Regions from separate parts of the Zea mays genome. Here region 1 is linked to region 2. Evidence: chromatin contacts called from public Hi-C data. All regions are on one chromosome and are shown on one strand. Each heading gives the region's core, a stretch centred on a gene start, on an enhancer-like site or on the middle of the called end of the contact. The rest is flanking DNA. Distances are from core to core; before and after follow the strand shown. Region 1 holds the start of LOC100382756 (Transducin/WD40 repeat-like superfamily protein). Region 2 has its middle 13 kb from the start of LOC118476197.

Region 1 (3,203 bases), core at 493-2,992, 190 kb after region 2:
CTCGTGAGGACTTAGACCCATCACCCATTAGCTGTACTAGGACAAGAGTCTTTAGGCCTTGTTCGTTTCTGTCGGATTGATGGGGCGAAACGATTCCTAACCGGATTACTTCACTAATTTATATAAACTTTGTTTAGGCGGAACGATTCCGGGTGCAATCCGATACAAACGAACAGGGCCTTAGGGTGTGTTTGTTCTAAAATTTTAGGTGGAGCAGCTTTGCTTTGGAGTCGGTTGTTTTCTTATAACCAGTGGCAGTGATGGGTAAATACCTTCAAACTGCATGTTTGTGTTGCCTTTTTAAATACTTCAAAGTTACAAGAGGTACTTCAAATTTGTATTATGGCTCTCAAAACTCTATGAAGTTTGTAACTCTAAAGTTAGAGTGTTTGACTAGCTCTCGACAACTCTTTCTTGTAGTTGTGCTTTGGAGCCATGTCATACACTCTCTTAATTATTGGCTAGCAAAGTGCTTGTATGTTGCTATGGTTTCTATTTATGCCTTTGTATAGAGTATACTAGTATAGTACATGTGCCTTGGGACAACATATAATTTAATAAAAATATTAGCACACAATGATTATATGAAAACGATAATACATATATTATCATCGACCTTAATATCTCTTAAGTTATTTGCCAACAACCAATACAGAACTAAACTCGGGATCTAAAGCGCTTCCTTCTCTCCCTTAGCTATTCAGCCACGCATCGCCGACGGCACATCGATGCCTCCTCCTCCTTCTCTCTCGGTTGTTCTTGCCCTGCTACCTGCAGAGGCACATGGCGACATAGAGTCGCGACATTGGTTCGAGGCACTTTCCGATGCGGGAAGATCGATATTCTCTTTGGTGGTGCGGAACTGGGTGAGGGAGGAGAGACGAGGAAAGAGGTGTGAAGTTGGGGGGGGGGGTTAATATAAGCAATGAGTATGAAGGTCGATATCCTCTATGGTGGTGCGATGTATGATGTTTCATGTCGTGTTGGGCTTGAGTGTTTTCTCACGACCCATCTAGAAGATAACGACACAGACCACTTGACACACGATAACGGTAGAACCATGGAAACTGATGTTTTATACGAGTAGAGATATAGAAATAAAAAATAAATATAATAGAGAAGAGATTAGCACCACAAGAGATTATTATACACTAGGAGTTAGTTTGGATTCCCCTAATCCCCTCTAATTTTGAAGACGATTTAAGTTTCCAAACTAGCCTTAGAACATCCTGGTGCCTAGGCACTAGAGACGACGAATAATGTGCAATCAAGTCTTATGTGCAAGTGTGTAAGTAAGACTCCAGATTTGTTGGATCATAATTTAACTGTAGATATTACCGTGGTATGTTAGGTTTTTTTTTATAAAACTACGCGAGCTGGTGGTGGAAGGATTTAAGTGTTACATGTGACGTATTTTTGGATCATGATCTAATGGCCACACTTGCATATAAGTCTCGATTGTACAATAATCAGATCTGTTCAAATGTCGGATCAAATTAAAGTAGGGTTGTGAGTCGTTTGACATGACATGTACTCGACCCTTGCCTAGAGTCAAGTCGTATTAAATTGGTTTGTGTTTCTTTATTATACGTGCTGGGTCGGGTTTTTTTTTTTTTTTTTTTTTTTTTTTTTTTGCTCCGATCGAGTTTTTGGCTTTGGTTGGGTCATTGGGTGGGATTTTGGGTAAAAAATCATTGGTCTTATTTGCACCCTTCCTCTCCATCTAGACACTGAAACGGCCGTTGAAAAAAAAGGAAATACTTGGGAAAAGCCCTCCCCTTCTCTTCTCTCGCCTTCACCACGCGCCGCCCGATCCGCCACCGCCCGCCGCAGCCAGCAAGCCAAGGCCAGATGGCGGCCTCACTCGTGTCCTCGTTTACTGTGCCCCTCGTCTCCGCCGTCCTCGGTGCCGCCATCGCCCTCGTCTTCCTCGCCGGCTACCTCCGCCGCAAGCGCGCCGCCATCGCCCACATCCCTCCCACCGAAACCGCCGCCGCCCCGGACCAGCCTAAGCATGTCCGCCCCTCCAACCAGGCCCAGTACAAGAAGGGCCATCTCCGCCCGCATCACCACGCGGCCGACAAGGTGATCTCAGTCTCCTCCCCCGTCTCTCGGTGCGATACACAGCTACTTCCGTCTTGCCAGGGAAACAAAATCCGCCGCATGGGGATTCATTTCCGAACAAGTATTCTTTCTGTTTGCTAAACACCCTTGAGATGCGGAGTCTTCCTGTATCTTCCGAATCGTTCCTATCTCACCATGAAGATGACATGAACGCACCCTGATCTCCATAATCTTTTTTTCTTCTAGGACGCGGCCAAGAAGCACCACCATCTTGATGTCAACACCTTGAGGGGGCATACTGACTCCGTCACTGCACTTGCCTTCTCCAATGACGCCTGCAACCTAGTTACCGGTCAGCCTATTTCCCCTTCTCATTGTTTCATGCGACGCGTTTTCATAGCCTAGTTTGGTGCCGCCTCTTCTGTGGACATCTTTATATTCCCTGCTGCTCACATTCCACTCAGTTGGCAACTATTTCTGCCATGGCATCGCAAATCCACGAAATCTTACATGCATCTGCAATCAAGTGTATCAGTTACCCCACAATCCAATAAATACTGAATCTATCCTGCTTACTGTTGCAGTATGTGCTGATGGAGCCATCAGGGTATTCAGGATCGATGATACCTCTAGCAAGAGCTTCAAGTAATATATCACGTTCAATAAAAAGTTAATACTTCTACCAAAAAGAAAAAAAGAAGAAGCATGGGCAGCACCATTGAGCTATGATGGCGTGGGGATGTTTGCAGGATTCTTAGGATAAACTTGCCAGCTGGAGCGCACCCTACGGCTGTTACTTTCTCAGAGGGGTCATCATCTGTTGTTGTGGCGGCGCAGGCGCTTCTGGGATCATCTCTTTATATGTATGCGGATGTTAGCGCTCCTCCAACCGCGGAAAACAAACTGCAGGGAAAGCTTTCTCCACCTGAAATCAAGTGGAGTCACCCCAAGATACATGGCAAGGAGTCTGTGCTCAACCTTGCAGCGGCCCGTGCAACTCATGGGTCTGGTGATGGGAGCACTATTATCATTTCATGCTCAGAAGGTGTGACCTGTTATATTGGCCTTTACAGTACTTAATAGTTATTTTAATGGATTAAAGATTGCAATTGGCAGATGTTTTATTCCATTAGCTTCAA
Region 2 (2,935 bases), core at 221-2,720:
CTTGCTGCAGTCTTGACAGAAACCTGAAACCAGGGTACTCGCTGCACAGTCTTGAGTTCTTGACACTTGACAGAAACCTGAAACCAGGGTACTCACTGCACAGTCTTGAGTTCTTGACACTTGACAGAAACCTGAAACCAGGGGAAGCAGGGGAGGAGGAACACCATTCTTGAGTCTTGACAGAAACCTGAGAGAAAGCAGGGGAGGAGGACCTACCAGGGAAGACCTGCCGCCGTGCAGGGAGGGGCGCGCCCAGGGAACAGCAGCCACGCGCAGGGAGCAGCAGCCGTGCGCAGGGAGCAGGGAGGAGCCGCGCGCACAAGGAGCAGCAGCCGCGCGCACAGGGAGGAGCAGCCGGCGCACAGTGAGGGGCTGCTGCGCGCGCACAGGGAGGGGCTGCCGCGCGTGCACAGGAGGCCGCGTCCAGGAAGGTGGCGCCGCCGCCGCAAGTGCCGTCCAGGGAAGGTGTGCCCTAATCAATTTCTCTATTTCCTTATCTATTCCCCTCTGCTTCCTACTTTCCTTACCTATTCCCGCGCCAAAACGTGCGCCAATTTGGGCTCTGCGCACGCGCGGCGACTACGGCCAACAACCCCAAGGTCAGGCGTCACCCAGGGGAAGAAGGCGTCGCCCAGTCGCCTACCTCGCTAAGGCGGACGCCATGCTCGTTCTTACCTGGGCGGTGCCGATGCCTAGCAAAATCTAGCGCCTGGACGCCTAGGCGTCGCCTAGGCGATGCCTTTTAAACCATGCTCTAGAGTAATTTTTTTCTATTGTTTCGTACCTTGGAGGACCGTCATAGATGACAAAACCACTTCCAAATCCAGTTCTCTTTCCTCTCTTGTCAATGATGGTAACGATACTGCTCCGGCAGTCTCTGGCTTCCAAGCGAGTGAAGATATCCGGAGCGTATTTCATCATGTCGTCGTCCTGCAGATCACATAGATAAGATGTCAATTTTCATTTTCGTCCCAAATAAGTTCCTACAGAAAACAGAGAAAATAAACTGAGGCATTTTCAAAAGATGACATACAAGCTTCTGTTACCGGATTCAGCTTCCATACACCCAGTATTCCATGTCTCACAACTAAAAGAGCACATTCCAGACCACACTCCGGTGTTTTCTGACTTGCCACCAGCAGTTTTTTCAGAGACAAATCCTCCGGATCCAGAAAGCATTTTGGACAGGCGTTTGGTGAGAAAAGGTTCAGCTGCTGTTACTCAAATCCTGATCAAGTGGGCAGGTCTTCCTACGGAGATGGCTACCTGGGAGGATTACAATGTGCTACGAACCAAGTTTCCCGCTTCTACCATCTGGGGACCAGCTGGTTCTTCAGGAGGGGCACTGTCATGGCGTCGCCGGCACAGGAGAACTAACAGGAAGGGAGCCGCCAGGCGGGATTGTTCTGAGACTGATCTTGTTTGATTGTTGGGCCGGATTTGGGCCTTGTAATTGGCGTATAGGCCATATACATAAATACTGTAGCAACCTGGTCAAGAAATAACAGAACAACAAATCCCCACCATACCTCTGTCTTCCCTCTTCTCTGCTGCTTCTTCCCGCATCTTCTTCCCGAAATCTCCGGTGATCGCCGGTGGCTCGCCGTCGGATATCACACGCGGGTTGGGGATCGCGGGCCGGGGCGGTGGGACTGAGCAACAGTGCAGGCGGTGGCGCGTTCGGCGGCGGAGGTGAAGGGCAGCTTTGCTAGAGGAGGAGGCCATAGGGGTGGGCAGCGAGGGCGGCGGTCGCGGACGCCGGGCGGGGAGGGGATGGGCGGGGGCGCGGTATCGCTAATTCGCTACTGTGGGCGCTACTTTGCTTTAATAGTAGTAGTAAAGTAATAAACTAATAATAGGGACTAGGGGTTTTCTTGGGGTTTTAGAGCCGAGGTCTTCCTGCTCCTCTCTAAGACACTAGACTAGTGCCGAATGAATGCCGAGGCACTCCTGCTCCTCTGTCTTCGCCGTCACCGAGGTACGAGGAATTGGTGGCCAGCCGGCCGGCCAGAGGAGCGTATGCGATCGATGCGACAAGTAAAAGATGAGCCTTTTCTCAACCTCCCGTTGTGCCATGGGAACCGAGGATGCAAGGCGGGCCGGGCGGAGCCGAATGAATGCCGAGGCACTCCTGCTCCCTGGCTTCGCCGTCACCGAGGTACGAGGAATTGGTGGCCAGCCGGCCGGCCAGAGGAGCGTATCTGCTTATGCGATCGATGCGACAAGTAAAAGATGATCCTTTCTTCTTCCTCAATCTCCCGGTGTGCCATGGGAACCTGCGACTCTGCGAGGCGGGCCGGGCAGAACCGAATGAATGCCGAGGCACTCCTGCTCCTCTGGCTTCGCCGTCACCGAGGTACGAGGAATTGGTGGCCAGCCGGTCGGCCAGAGGAGCGTATCTGCGTATGCGATCGATGCGACAAGTAAAAGATGAGCCTTTCTTCTTCCTTAACCTACCGGTGTGCCATGGGAACGGAGGATGCAAGGCGGGCCGGGCGGACTCCACGAGCGGTGACTCTCGACGTAGTCAGAGAGAGAGAGAGAGAGAGAGAGAGAGAGAGAGAGAGAGAGAGGGTGGTATATACCTCCATCCCTGTCGTGCTTCTCGGCTGCAGTATGCGATCAGCGGAGAGACAGCGAACTGCTCACCGGACGAGAGGGCGAGAGGGCAGAGGAGGAGAGGAGGAGAGGGAGTAGTGCCTGGTTGGGGTTTTGAGATGGGTGGCGTTGCCTGAGCACTGAACATTACCGTGACCCCTGCCCCTACTTTTTTCCACTTTGGGAAGAAGAAACCTGACACGTTTGGGGCCACAGGGCAGTGAGAGAAGGGGTATGGGGTATCAGAGACCAGGGCTGGGCAATCGGTTTACTTATTCGGTTCGGTTTTTTCGGTATAAGGAAAGTTCAGTTTTCAAATTTAGACAACCGTTCGGTT

Evidence for each region. Hi-C and Micro-C count contacts between places; a contact is called where the count stands out from the background.
Region 1: a contact with region 2 is called in a Hi-C map of leaf, with 3 times the contacts expected there. The contact joins the promoter of LOC100382756 here to the enhancer-like site in region 2. A contact is called at or near these places in 2 of 25 Hi-C or Micro-C datasets (ear and leaf).

Annotation. Positions count from the first base shown.
Region 1 is chr1:306,914,692-306,917,894 of Zm-B73-REFERENCE-NAM-5.0, forward strand. LOC100382756 (Transducin/WD40 repeat-like superfamily protein) reads left to right here and starts at 1,743. Exons shown (of 10, transcript NM_001366799.1): 1 at 1,743-2,085; 2 at 2,311-2,416; 3 at 2,649-2,709; 4 at 2,814-3,109. The coding sequence starts at 1,852.
Region 2 is chr1:306,728,366-306,731,300 of Zm-B73-REFERENCE-NAM-5.0, forward strand. No RefSeq gene overlaps it. Among protein-coding and RNA genes, the nearest start is that of LOC118476197, 13 kb to the left of the region's middle. Within about 2 kb of position 1,471, at least 15 of the 20 cell types and tissues checked have an H3K27ac peak or open chromatin away from gene starts, as enhancers often do. A contact at or near this core is called in ear and leaf, where this site is marked.